2 separate regions of the Sus scrofa genome follow, and region 1 is linked to region 2. Evidence: chromatin contacts called from public Hi-C data. All regions are on one chromosome and are shown on one strand. Each heading gives the region's core, a stretch centred on a gene start, on an enhancer-like site or on the middle of the called end of the contact. The rest is flanking DNA. Distances are from core to core; before and after follow the strand shown. Region 1 holds the start of CCDC146 (coiled-coil domain-containing protein 146). Region 2 holds the start of FGL2 (fibrinogen like 2).

What was found. A called contact is a pair of places that touch in the nucleus more often than the background predicts.
Region 1: a Hi-C map of retroperitoneal adipose tissue shows a contact between it and region 2, with 1.7 times the contacts expected there. The contact joins the promoter of CCDC146 here to the promoter of FGL2 in region 2. A contact is called at or near these places in 10 of 47 Hi-C or Micro-C datasets (blood, embryonic fibroblasts, fetal heart ventricle and 5 more) and 1 of 2 datasets of contacts at active chromatin or transcription factors (alveolar macrophages).

Annotation. Positions count from the first base shown.
Region 1 is chr9:102,914,736-102,921,084 of Sscrofa11.1, reverse strand. It overlaps CCDC146 (coiled-coil domain-containing protein 146), which reads left to right and starts at 1,327. Exons shown (of 20, transcript XM_021102558.1): 1 at 1,327-1,532. FAM185A (protein FAM185A) reads right to left here and starts at 1,139. Exons shown (of 10, transcript XR_002347078.1): 1 at 441-1,139.
Region 2 is chr9:102,865,087-102,871,108 of Sscrofa11.1, reverse strand. FGL2 (fibrinogen like 2) reads right to left here and starts at 2,065. Exons shown (of 2, transcript NM_001005152.2): 1 at 1,420-2,065. The coding sequence starts at 2,041. All of the region lies in intron 2 of CCDC146 (coiled-coil domain-containing protein 146), which reads left to right.

The DNA of each region.
Region 1 (6,349 bases), core at 78-2,577, 51 kb before region 2:
AACACTCGGTCTGGGTTAAATGGAACATACAGACAAGGCTGTTCTGAGACAGAGACCCCAGACGGTGAGCAAGGGGAAATGCAGGTGGACTGCTTGCCAGAGAATAGATTATCAAGATAATCTAACCCTGAAAAAAAACTTCATTATTGACAAAGTGCAGTGACAGAAATAGATACAAAGTGCCAAAGGAGAATATAAGGGCTTCCACAAATGTTACTTATATATTCATCTTTCCATTCAATTTATAAAATTGCTGTAATTGAGTACCTAATTCCCAAAATAGAAAAAAAAAAAAAAAGGGCATCTTCCCTTCCGAAGGGGAAAATTGTAAATTACGTTGGAAAGTCATATCCAAAAAACCAATTAAAACTGCACGTCGGCCTAATTCAAGATAGCGCTACGTGTGCCCTGGGACCCAAACCGGTTTTAACTTCACTTGCCAAACATCAGGGGCGCGCTCACTTCCACAGACGCCTGGGGATCGATGACGTCGGACACGATGATCACCTCCTTCTGCGCCTCGTCGTATGTCACCTGCAGGCCGGCCACGGCCTGCGCCGCGCCCTCCACTCCACTCACCGCCACCAGCACGTGGTTGTTGTCCGGGTGGGAGATGGGGTCCAGGGGCTTCACGGCCAGGTGGCATGGAAGCCGTGCCCGCAGCCGACCGAAAGGGCTCACCATCAGCGCCCACTCTTTCAGACTCGGGCGCGCGGGGCCAGACGGAGAGACCTCGGGCTTGGACCCACCTGAGCCGTACATCCGGGCTTGACAAGCCCCACATGCCCAGGGCACTGAGGCCTCGGGGGCCCATGCTCGCAGCTGACAGAGCCGGAGGCAGCCCAGCCCCCATCCCCAGCGGAGGGTGAACATGGCGCGCCCCACTCACGCTCCCTAGGATCACCTGTCACAGGCCAGTCTCTCCGTAGCCAGTGGACCCGGCCACTGTGCCTGCTCAAGTCAGAAAGTAGACTTTAGAGAGGGTCTGCTGACGCAAGGGCAAGGCCGCCCACTTCCCTCAGCAACTTAAACCTCAGCTGCACACGCCTTGGCGGCAAATTGTAATTTGAAAGTTCTAAGTATCACAGTGACCAGGGACTCCTCGCCTACTCCTCCCCTTTCGCAAAGGCCAATGGGATAGGTAGTTCTAATGGAGGACAGCCGTCGGAGGGCTCCTGCAACTTATAAACTACATGTCCCAGGAGGCAATGCGCAGAGCTGTGCGCGTAGTAAGAGCTGGTGTTAGATAGGACTGGGAAGGCATGCGCCCTTTCTATCAAGCCCATTAGCCATTGGAGGGACTGGGGGCGGGGGGGAGGGGAAATCCACATAAGAATCCAACTGGCCAATGGAAAGCGTAGAAGGCGCAAGATGGGCAAGTCTGTATGGTTTCCTTGGATACCGAGGACGCGATTTCTTTGGAGAGGGTGGAGTTTTGGAGTGAGACCCAGGAGGCCATATCCACAGAAAAAAATAGGAATTTAAATAAGGATCAAAACCAAGGGAAGTGATAAGAAACTGCGCTTTTAAAGGTGAGAACAAGATCAAAATAGCATTATCCTCAGTGAGTGGTTAGATCTAGACCTCACTGAACTCGTGCGCGGTACCCTGTACGAAGAATCTCTCCGCAAGAGGGTAAAGACCAGATTAGTGTTTATTGAGGAAACTCCATATTTTACAGCAAATGTAGGGATAGCATTAGAATTCCTTCCCCTTCCTGACTCTAAGTGATTTTAGGCCAGTCATTGAATGTCTATGGGTTTTAATGCTGGTTCTTAAAATGAGGCCAATAATACCTCCCTTGCCTTGCCTCAAAGGGTTTTTGCAGGGATCAAATGAGATAATGGGTGTGAACACGATGCATTGGCTACCAAACTGTTGTCTAAATTACAGTATTTTTATTTTATAGCATATACGCTAAGTTACCAAGAAAAATCTGAGAGATCAGGACTGGTGTTGACAGCAGCATTGTTCTCTTTGACTACAAAAGATCCTCAGTTTTAGGACTAAAAATATACGAGAGTGAGAGAGAGAGAGACACGGAGTGAGTCAACACAGTGCAATGGGAAGAGTACGAAACTCGTTATTTTCCTGGCTCTGCCGTTGTCTGTCTGTTACCTACCTCTATTTCTTTAGCTTTAGGTGAAGAAGGATTGTGCTAAATGACTCTGTGAGGTCTGCTTTACCATTTATTATTCGGTGGGCAATTTTAAAAATGAGGAAAGATATATTTCCTCCTTTCTATCTATCGCTCTCTCTCTGTGCCCCTTCCTCCTCCTACAAATTATTCCCTAAATTATTCAGCAAAGATACACTGCAAACAGCGACATTCAGTAAAATGCAACAGCTGAAACTGAATGCCTTAAAAATTGAAGTCCTTGGTCAAGTGCAATGACCAGAATTACTGGGAGTTATAGTGATAGAGAGATGGGCTAACGTCCTCATGGGCTCAAGTCACAGGGTTCTTTGCTAGCCATTACCTTTTTAAAAATTCACTGTTTTTCTTAAGTTATCCTATCCTTTTTCCTTTTTGCCCCAGTCCTTCCTTTCACCTTGTGAAGGCTCACGATAGGTGCAAGCTTTTAGCTTTATTTAGTATTAAGTTCCCACTGAATACTACTAGTTCTTAGCTTTGTGTTTTATTTGGTCATCATTATTCAAACTACTCTTCAAACTGTCTTTTTAATGAAAACACATGGAACTAACTTTTGAAAAAGGCATTGGTTTAAGAAAGTTGAGAATACACTCAAATTTGTTGTACACATGCCAAATATTTTTACATTAAATAGGAACTCCAATAGATAATTTTGTTTCCATGATAATTTTTCCTTTTCTTATACAAACCAAGTTAGTGGAATTGGCAACTGAACAATAACTGTTTATGTGGCAAAATCATTGCTCTACTATTTTCAAATATACAAAATAACATGAGAGAAAATCACTGAAAAATTACTTTTCAGACCATCTGGGTTTAAAATGCAGAGAATTTACTTGTAAGATATTTTTATACCTTCAGCTTTTAAATAGCCATTCCTGTGGTCATAACATATACACATGATAAGGGTGTAAGTTATTAAAAGAGTTCAGTTTAGCAATATGCATAAAGCACCTTAAATAAATGTGTATCAATGACCTGGAAATTGTCCTTTTTAGAATTTAACATAAGCATAAAATTAGGGATATTCATGAAAACTTAGTTCGAGGAATTTTGTTTTATAGGGTTACTTATGACAATAAAGAATTGAAGCAGTTTAAAAGTCCAAAAATAGGAGGTTGTTACATGAATTAGTATACATCTGGAGTATTATACATCAACTTAAAATTCTATTTTGAAGATTATTCAATGATATGGGAAATCTTCCTTGACATAACTATAAGGAAAACCCCACAATTTTCTTTCTATATATGTCTCCTTTACTCATGTAACTTCACTTCTGACACTTCCAGTCACCAAATGTGTGGAGGTTTTCCCCCACAACAAGTGACACCAGCTCGATGTCCCAGAATTTAACTAAGTTTGATACTAATGTCAGATTCCACAGATCAAGGGCTCAGTTCCAACAAACTGCTCCCATCCACTTCAGATGCCAATCACTAGTAGGTCTTCAGATTACTGACAACTTCTATCCAATTTGGCTACAAATTGGAGATTTCCACGACTGACCTTCCCAGGTTCAATTAATTTGCTAGGGGAGCTCACAGAGCTCAGGAAAACATTTAAGTTTATCACCTTCCCAAAGGATTTGATAAAGGATACAGATGAACTACCAGATGGAAGAGATGCAGAGTACGAGGCAAGGGAGGGTCTGGACTGCAGGAGCTCCTGTCCCTGGGGAGTTGGGATGTGTCACCCTCTGGTGTGGCTGTGTCACCCTCTGGTGTTGATGTGTTCAGCAGCCAGGAAGCTCTCCAAACTCCAGATCAGTGGGATTTTTATGGAAGCTGCAACATATAGACATGATCAACAATTAACTATATTTTCTGTCCTCCTTCCTTCCCAAGAGATTGGAGGACAGGGATGTAGATTCCCAGCTGCTAATTGTGTCTTATTTTTTCTTGTGACCAGCCCTCATCCAAGAGTCCACCCAAAGGCACTTCATGCACACAAAAGACACCCCTATGATTTAGGAAATTATGAGGTTTTCAGGAGCCTTTTGTAGGAGCCCAGGGCAGAGACCAATACATTTTGTGTGCTATTATCTCATAGTAATATTAAATGACCTGAGTAGCATACCAAATCATGTGCATAGTATGATCACAATTCTGTAATAATAATAATGGTAATTTCAATATAAAATTATATTTAAAAATATATTCCACAGGAGCAATTATAGGGAGAAATACATAACTTGATATCAGTAGTTATTTCTGAGTAATGAGATGAATTATTTCATTTTTTGTTTCTTCAACAATGAACATGTATTACATTTTTTAATGTTTTTTATTTTTTTCCATTATAGTTGGTTTAGTGTTCTGTCCATTTCTACTGTATAGCAAAGTGACCCAGTCACACACATTTATATACATTTTCTCACATTATCCTACATCATGTTCCATCATAAATGACTAGATATATTTCCCTGTGCTAAACAGCAGGATCTCATTGCTTACCCACTGCAAATGCAATAGTTTGCACCTATTAACCCCAGATTCCCAGTCCATTCCACTCTGTCCCCTTCACCCTTAGCAACCACAAGTCTGTTTTCCAAGTCCATGAGTTTTTTTTTCTGTGGAAAGGCTCATTTGTGCAGTATATTAGATTCCAGTTATGTGATATAATATGGTATTTGTCTTTGTCTTTCTGACTTACTCCACTTAGTATGAGTCTCTAGTTCCATCCATGTTGCTGCAAATGACATTATTTTGTTCTTTTTTATGGCTGAGTAGTATTCCATTGTGTATATATATCACATTTTCTTAATCCATTAATCTGCCAATGGACATTTAGGTTGTTTCCATGTCTTGGCTTTTATGAATAGTGCTGCAGTGTACATACTGGTGCATGTATCTTTTTCAAGGAAAGTTTTGTCTGGATATATGCCCAAGAGTATGATTGCTGGGTCATATGGTAGTTGTCTATTTAGTTTTCTGAGGTACCTTCGTACTGTTTTCCATAGTAGTTGTACCAATTTACATTCCCACCAAAAATGTAGGAGGGTACCCTCTTCTCCATACCCTCTCCAGCATTTGCTGTTTGCTGTCTTGTTAATGATGGCCATTCTGACAGGTGTGAGGTGGTACCTCATAGTAGTTTTGATTTGCATTTCTTTAATAATCAGTGATGTTGAGCATTTTTTCATGTGCCTGTTGGCCATCTGTATATCTTCTTTGGAGAAATGTCTATTCAGGTCTTCTGCCCATTTATCAATTGTTTGTTTGTTTGTTTTTTTTTCCGTTGAGTTGTAAAAGTTGTTTGCACACTTTAGAAATTAAGCCCTTGTCAGTCGCATCATTTGAAACTATTTTCTCCCTTTCCATAGGTTGTCATTTTGGAGGTTTTTTTATGCTTTCCTTTTTCTGTACAAAAGCTTGTCAGTTTGATTAGGTCCTATTGGTTTATTTTTGCTTTTATTTCTGTTGTCTTGGGAGATTGACCTAAGAAAACATTCGTAAGGTTGATGTCAGAGAATGTTTTGCCTATGTTCTCTTTTACGAGTTTGACAGTGTCTCGTCTTATATTTAAGTCTTTAAGCCATTTTGAGTTTATTTTTGTGCATGGTATAAGGGTGTGTTCCAGTTTCACTGATTTACATGCGGCTGTCCAGGTTTCCCAGCACCACTTGCTGAAAAGACTAGCTTTTTCCCATTTTATATTCTTGCCTCCTTTGTTGAAGATTAATTGACCACAGGTGTCTGAGTTTATTTCTGGGTTCTCTATTCTGTTCTATTGGTCTGTATGTCTGTTTTGGTACCAGTACCACACTGTCTTGATTACAGTGGCTTTGTAATATTGCCTGAAGTCTGGGAAAGTTATGCCTCCTGCTTGGTTTTTGTTCCTCAGGATTGCTTTTGGCGATTCTGGGTCTTTTATGGTTCCATATCAATTTTTGGATTGTTTGTTATAGTTCTGTGAAAAATGTCATGAGTAATTTTATAGGGGTTGCATTGAATCTGTACATTGCTTTAGGTAGTATGGCCATTTTTATGATATTAATTCTTCCAACCCAGGAGTATGGAATATCTTTCCATTTCTTTGAATCTTCTTTAATTTCATTGATTAATGTTTTGTAGTTATCAGCATATATGTCTTTCACCTCCTTGGTCAGGTTTATTCCCAGGTATGTAATTTTTTGGGGTGCGATTTTAAAAGGTATTGTATTTTTATATTTCTTTTCTAATACTTCATTGT
Region 2 (6,022 bases), core at 816-3,315:
CGTTTGGATTCTAGAAGGAAACCACACGTACTTGTATTCAGAATAAGTATAATAATCAGCTACTGTGGTTCTGCAGGAATCAAATACAGACATTTACTCCCAGATAATTTCTATAAAAATAGGTGCTAGATAAAGCAAGTTTGGTAGAAGACACTATGAGCCACACTTAATCTATTCATGTATATTTAGAACTCAAACATTCAGATACTTGCCCCAATCTTAGTAGAAAAACAGGCAGTAGACTCTTGTTCTTGTCATTACAAACTGCCATGAAGCATCCCGTCTAACAAGCACCCAGGTGTGTTACCTGACTTGAACCTCTGCCTTGCAATGTGCAGGGTACCCTTAGATACAGGCTGCTGGGAGTAATAACAACAGTGGTCCATGAAACTCCCAACTCCCTTCACTCCTAGATTCCCTGGGAATGGAGCACGCATAAGGTAGGTACTTGTTCCAAATGAATACCATCTCTGCTGCAAGTGCCATATCCTTTAACCTCACACTTACAATAAGCAGAAATTCTAATGCAGAGATGCCTTTCCAAAATGTAATAAGACCACAGTCAGCAATGGCCCTAGGAACTCATGTGGGGAAAACCAGGGTTTGGGAGAACCAGTGCCACAGCCAGCAGTTCTTGTGCAGAGTAGACAGTTAGGTTTGTGATCTTTTTTTACTAAAGTTAATTTATTTACTAAAGTTAATTCAGATAATCTGGATGGGGAAGATGGGTTCTATTGTCACATGCTTGAATTCTAGTGAAAGAGAGGAAGGAATAAGAACATATTCCTAACTTTAGTGGCATATCAAAACTCCCCTTAAAATGCTTTTGTGCCACTAGATCTCAAAGCAAACAGTTGTGCACACATGTGAAGCCTACAAGCTGCTTTTATTTCATCTATAAAGTCTTTGCTTTCCACGAGATATTTGGGATTATGAACTACAGATTACTTGCTAAAATCTTTCAAAGGTCTCTTGTTGCCACACAAGCAGCAATCACCCGACCACAAAAAAAAAAAAAACCAAAACCTGATTTCCAGAGTACAACCACAAACACTGCCTTATCTCCATTGTTTTCAGACATTCCAGTGAAGAGATAAATGTTAAACACAATGACACGTTAAGAAATTTGCCTTCTCCACTCTGTTTGTGTGTAGTTCTGGCGTCAGCACATAAGGTCTTTGAAATTCAAAGTGCTTTCTAATGGAGACAGAACTCTTTATGATTTTTTTTGGTTCCTTAGGTCTTCTAACCTTTCTGTGGTCACATCTGCAAAGACAGTAGTTTTGCCTGTACTACCTTGATGCATAAAAGGCTTAATTTACTTAATCTGTCCTTTATTTTCCCAGGTTAATGTTTATGGGTATTGTCTAGCTATAAAACATTCCGGAACAAATGATAAGAAGGCATTATTATACATACCCGGACGTGACTGTATTTGTTCTTGACTGGGACACCGCGATGAACATTTGCCATCCAAACTATTGACAGCAAACGTTAGGTTTGCCACCTTGTTATCAACGTAATTTTCTATGTTGTTCATATTTACAAGGCTCAGCTTCTCCAGGCGACCCTGAAGCCCGTCGATCTCTTCCTTGGCATTCTTCAGGTCAGAGGACAGCTTGTTAACCTCGTTCTCCAATTCTCTAACTCTGCTGTCATCAGCTTCTCCCGGGGCTCCTGTGCCCGGTGACAGCAGTCCATTCCTGCCTGGGTCTCGGTTGTCGTCAGCCTGCAGTCTGCAGTCTTGGCAAGTCTTCTTCAGGCTGTTCACAATTTCCTTGAGGTTCTGGACCTCTTTGAACACCTCCTCAATCCTGCCAAACTGCTTGGGGAGCTGAAGAGTCAAGGGGGGCAGGTTCACCTGGTAGGGACACCCGCCTACCTCTTCGCATTTCCCTCTGCTTTCTAGTCTCACCGGGCAGGCGTCCTTGGCTGCTTCATCTTTAATTTCCTCCGTCTCATTGTTGGCCACGACCAAAAAGCCATAAGCCGCGAGGACAGCGGAGCTCAGCCAGCACCAGTTCGACAGCTTCAGCTTCATCTCTGCGGTGGCGCTCACCCCAGCAGGGGAGGCTGCCGGCTCGAGCTGTTTTAAGAGCAGCAGCTGCCTGCCTGAGTCAGGCTTTCTGTTCTCAGAAAAGGGCGGGAGCACTTTCATCACAAGGTTCACAAACGCAGAGGAAAAGGAGACTGTCCTCATCCAACTAGGCTTGCCAAAAACTGTCACTGATCCGCAATCCAAATAATCCGCTTTGGAATTCCTGTACTCAGAGGCACATATTCAACACGTTTCACTCATCGTTTATTTTTTAAAAGCACAAGAAGAACCTTGGGTTTTAAAATAATTATACGTGAAATGAATCATTCCATTGTACTTAACTCCACAGTGGGGGCAAGAGTTTTTAAAGATAAAAATAAATGTGCTAATTATCCGGATTGTGCAAAGGAACAGAAATATTGCAGAAATGGAAATGGTTCTTTTTCCTTTCTGGAAGGGGGCATTAGGAATCCTGTATTTTCTTCTCATTGGGCTTTCAGACAGACTCTCAGGCACTTACAATTTTAAATGTAACGAAGTTCAGCTTTTTCTGCCTCTTGCAGTAGACTTTGTTTCATCTATTTGAGATCAGAAGAAAACTGATAGAGAAAAAAGTGCTACTTTCTATCCCTTTGACTACAGCATAGTGCAGCACAAATGTCTAGATGACAGAAACACATAAAAGCACATCACTGCCTTACAAAGGCAGCCTCCTCCTTTGCCTTTCACTATTTTTGTGATTGCACTGTCCTTCCACGGCCGCTGAATGTGAGTCTTTGAACTACTCCCCTCTCTTTCTGATTCTTTTTGTGTCCAGCATCTTTGCCTTCCCTTCCCACTGGCAGCCTGGTGGTCCCCTCTCTGTGCTTTCTGCCTTCAGCGTACATCCCTCTACCTGGACTGTGTGCCACTTGCTGTATCACTACCTTGCCCCACACATGTCTGCAGCATGACTGTTCACACTTGTCAAACTTTCTCTTTAGGGTTTTCCAGCTTTTCTCCTGAGAGGCTGAGGGCAGGGAGAGGGAACAGCTTCAATTGGAGAAACCACCTCCTTTTAATTTGTTTTGCATATTGGTGTCTCATATATAAGATTTTTATTTAAAAAGGGATTTTATTGCTTAATTTCAAAAGTATGGCTAAAAATCCAAATTCTTATTATTCTTATATTATTTAAAGCACCCTGTAATCTGTCTCCTATTTATTTCTTTAACCTGATTTCCTACTATTTTTCTAAATACTTCTCTAGCCCAGCCAAACTGTTGACATCCTCTGACCTATTCAAACTTAACTATTCATAATCTCTAAATGTGTCAGGCTTACTTTACACTCTGGAGACCTGGATTCCACCCACGGATCAACTTCTTGCTGGATAGATAGATAGATAGATAGATAGATAGATAGATAGATAGATAGATAGGGATAGATAGAGATATCTAATATATATATGGATATTCTCTCTCTCTCTCTCTCTCTCTCTCTCTCTCTCTCTCTCTCTCTCAGCCAGGGACTGAGACCAAACTATAGCAGTGACCCAAGCCACAGCAGTGACAATGCCAGATCCTTAACTGCTAGGCCACCAGGGAACTCCTCTTATTGTATATATAGATCATTAACTTTGCTGACCCTTGTTTCCTGTAACTGTGAAGGAGAATTTGGCTATCCTTCCCTCATACAGCAATGATCGTTATAAAATTTGAGTGGTGGGGTGCTTATGGGAAAAAAATGCAGTGTATAAACCTAATGTTTTTTCTCCAAAACAAATTTGTCAAACATGTTCTACATACCTTATGCCTCATTTTCCTCCATCTTCCTCCAGCTTTTTTAAAAAATTAAGTTTCTCTCTTTATTCCATTTAAAGTATCCAAACCAATTTTAGGCAAAATGTTAACTCTTTGACTAAAAATATCGATTTAATCTAATTTCATTTTTCTTTCTCCATCCACTTTTAAGTCATGACATTCCCCTGTTGTGAGGGGAGAAATAAATGATTAGATAATTTTTAAAAGAAATAAAATGATGATATTATAGATGATATATGAAAAATATAAAGCAGAAATATATAGGAATGATGTTTAGTTTAAGGTACATTATTAAATGCCTTTGACTGGATAGGCTATAAATTCACATATGTAGCCAGTCAAGTCTTTATTAAAGATCTATATGCTAGAGCATATAGACAGTCACTCATCCATCCGTCCATACATCTATCCATCCATCATATATTAACTGAGCATCCTCTACATGTGAGACACCATTCCAGGCACTTAGTCTACACTAGTGAACATATCAGACAAAAATGCCCTTTTCCTTCTTAGGAAGAGGTATTGAGGACCTTGTATTTTGTTCCTGATGGACTTTCAAGTGAAATCATAGGTACCTCAGAGCTTTTCTAAATCAAACAAAAGTGCAGCTTTCTGACTCCTGCACTGGGCTTTTGATTCATCTCTTTGAATCAAGGATTTGCTTTCCAGGCACTGCTGCTAATTCTTGGGTCCTGCCTACCATACATGGCCAAGGGCCAGTGGCAAAATTCTACCTGAAAATCTTGGATGTCCTATGGGCACTGGCTCCTGTCCCTCTGGGACCATACAGAATACCCCACATAAAGGAAGAAAATTGCTTTATTCATCAGTTTTTATTGGCACTAATAAGTGGGACTCTGGGTTCTTAATTTTGAAAAATTATTGTTCACCTAATACAGGCAGACTCTAAATGACTTCCACATGAACGAGGCTCAACCTGCCTAACGAATTTATAGCCTCCGGGGTGGGAGGGGGGGTGTGTCGAGAGTGTTGTGCTATGGTTGTGCAAGAAGCTTTCACAGACTATGTGCAGATGACCAAAGAAAGGGCTCAAAACATTAAGGGACTTGCCTATGGCTTTGCACTTTTTAAGGGACAAAGTTGAAATCGGAACCTGCATCTGACTCCAAAGTTCATGTCTTTTCTCCTGTGCCACCCTGGTGTGTGTGTGTGTGTTGGGGGAGTGGCAGAGAGATAATACTGGAAAGGAATCTTGATACCATGTTGTAGAGAGCCTAATGCTTAAATCACTGCTCACATCAGTGGGGAGCCACTGAAGGTTTTTGAGCAAAGAGTAGAGGCTAATTTAAATAGTCCAGGTCATTGTTTCCCAAAGTATGTTTTCTGGGATGTGAGTGACTAGATGTTATAAAGGTTATTGAATATAGAATTCCAGGGACAGATGACTCTGAAAACTATCAGTCATATGCTACCGTGCATTGTGGCTGGCTGTAAGGAAAATAATGGATGCTCCATTTTTCAAATTTTGGTTGATAATGGGGACCTTTTTTCCTAGGACCACTATTTTGGAATGAATCTACTGCTGGAAACCATAGGAAATGGTGAGAGGTGTCAGAAGGGGGTGATCAAGGGGTAGCAGCTATTTTTGGCAAGGAGTACTAGAAGCCATAGGAGCTGATAAGGGATGAAAAATAGAAGGAGAGGGAAGAGTTGAAGGAGGACTATGAAATAAGACTCTATGAAAGTTCATGCCATGGCAATGTGAGTAGAGAGGGAGCAGTACGTTGGGAGAGTAGAGAAGTATTCTTTTTGTTTTGAATGCAGTGCCAAGTCACCAAGTAGAAACATCTAACAGACAGGTGAACACCCACATATTAAAAACAACACAGAATGGATATGGATGTCAATTTAAAACCAAAGGAACAAAAAGGATGATAAAATATAAGAACCAGAAGAGTGGAGTTTCCATCGTGGTGCAGCAGAAATGAATCTGACCAGGAACCACGAGGTTGTGGGTTAGATCCCTGGCCTCGCTCGGTGAGTTAAGGATCCGGCATTGCCATGAGTTGTGGTGTAGGTCACAGACGTGGCTCAGATCCTGCATTGCTATGGCTGTGGCTGTGGCACAGGCTGGCAGCTGGAGCTCCGATTCAGCCCCTAGCCTGAGAACTTCCATATGCGCCATGGGTGCAGCCCTGAAAAGACCAAAAAAAACCCC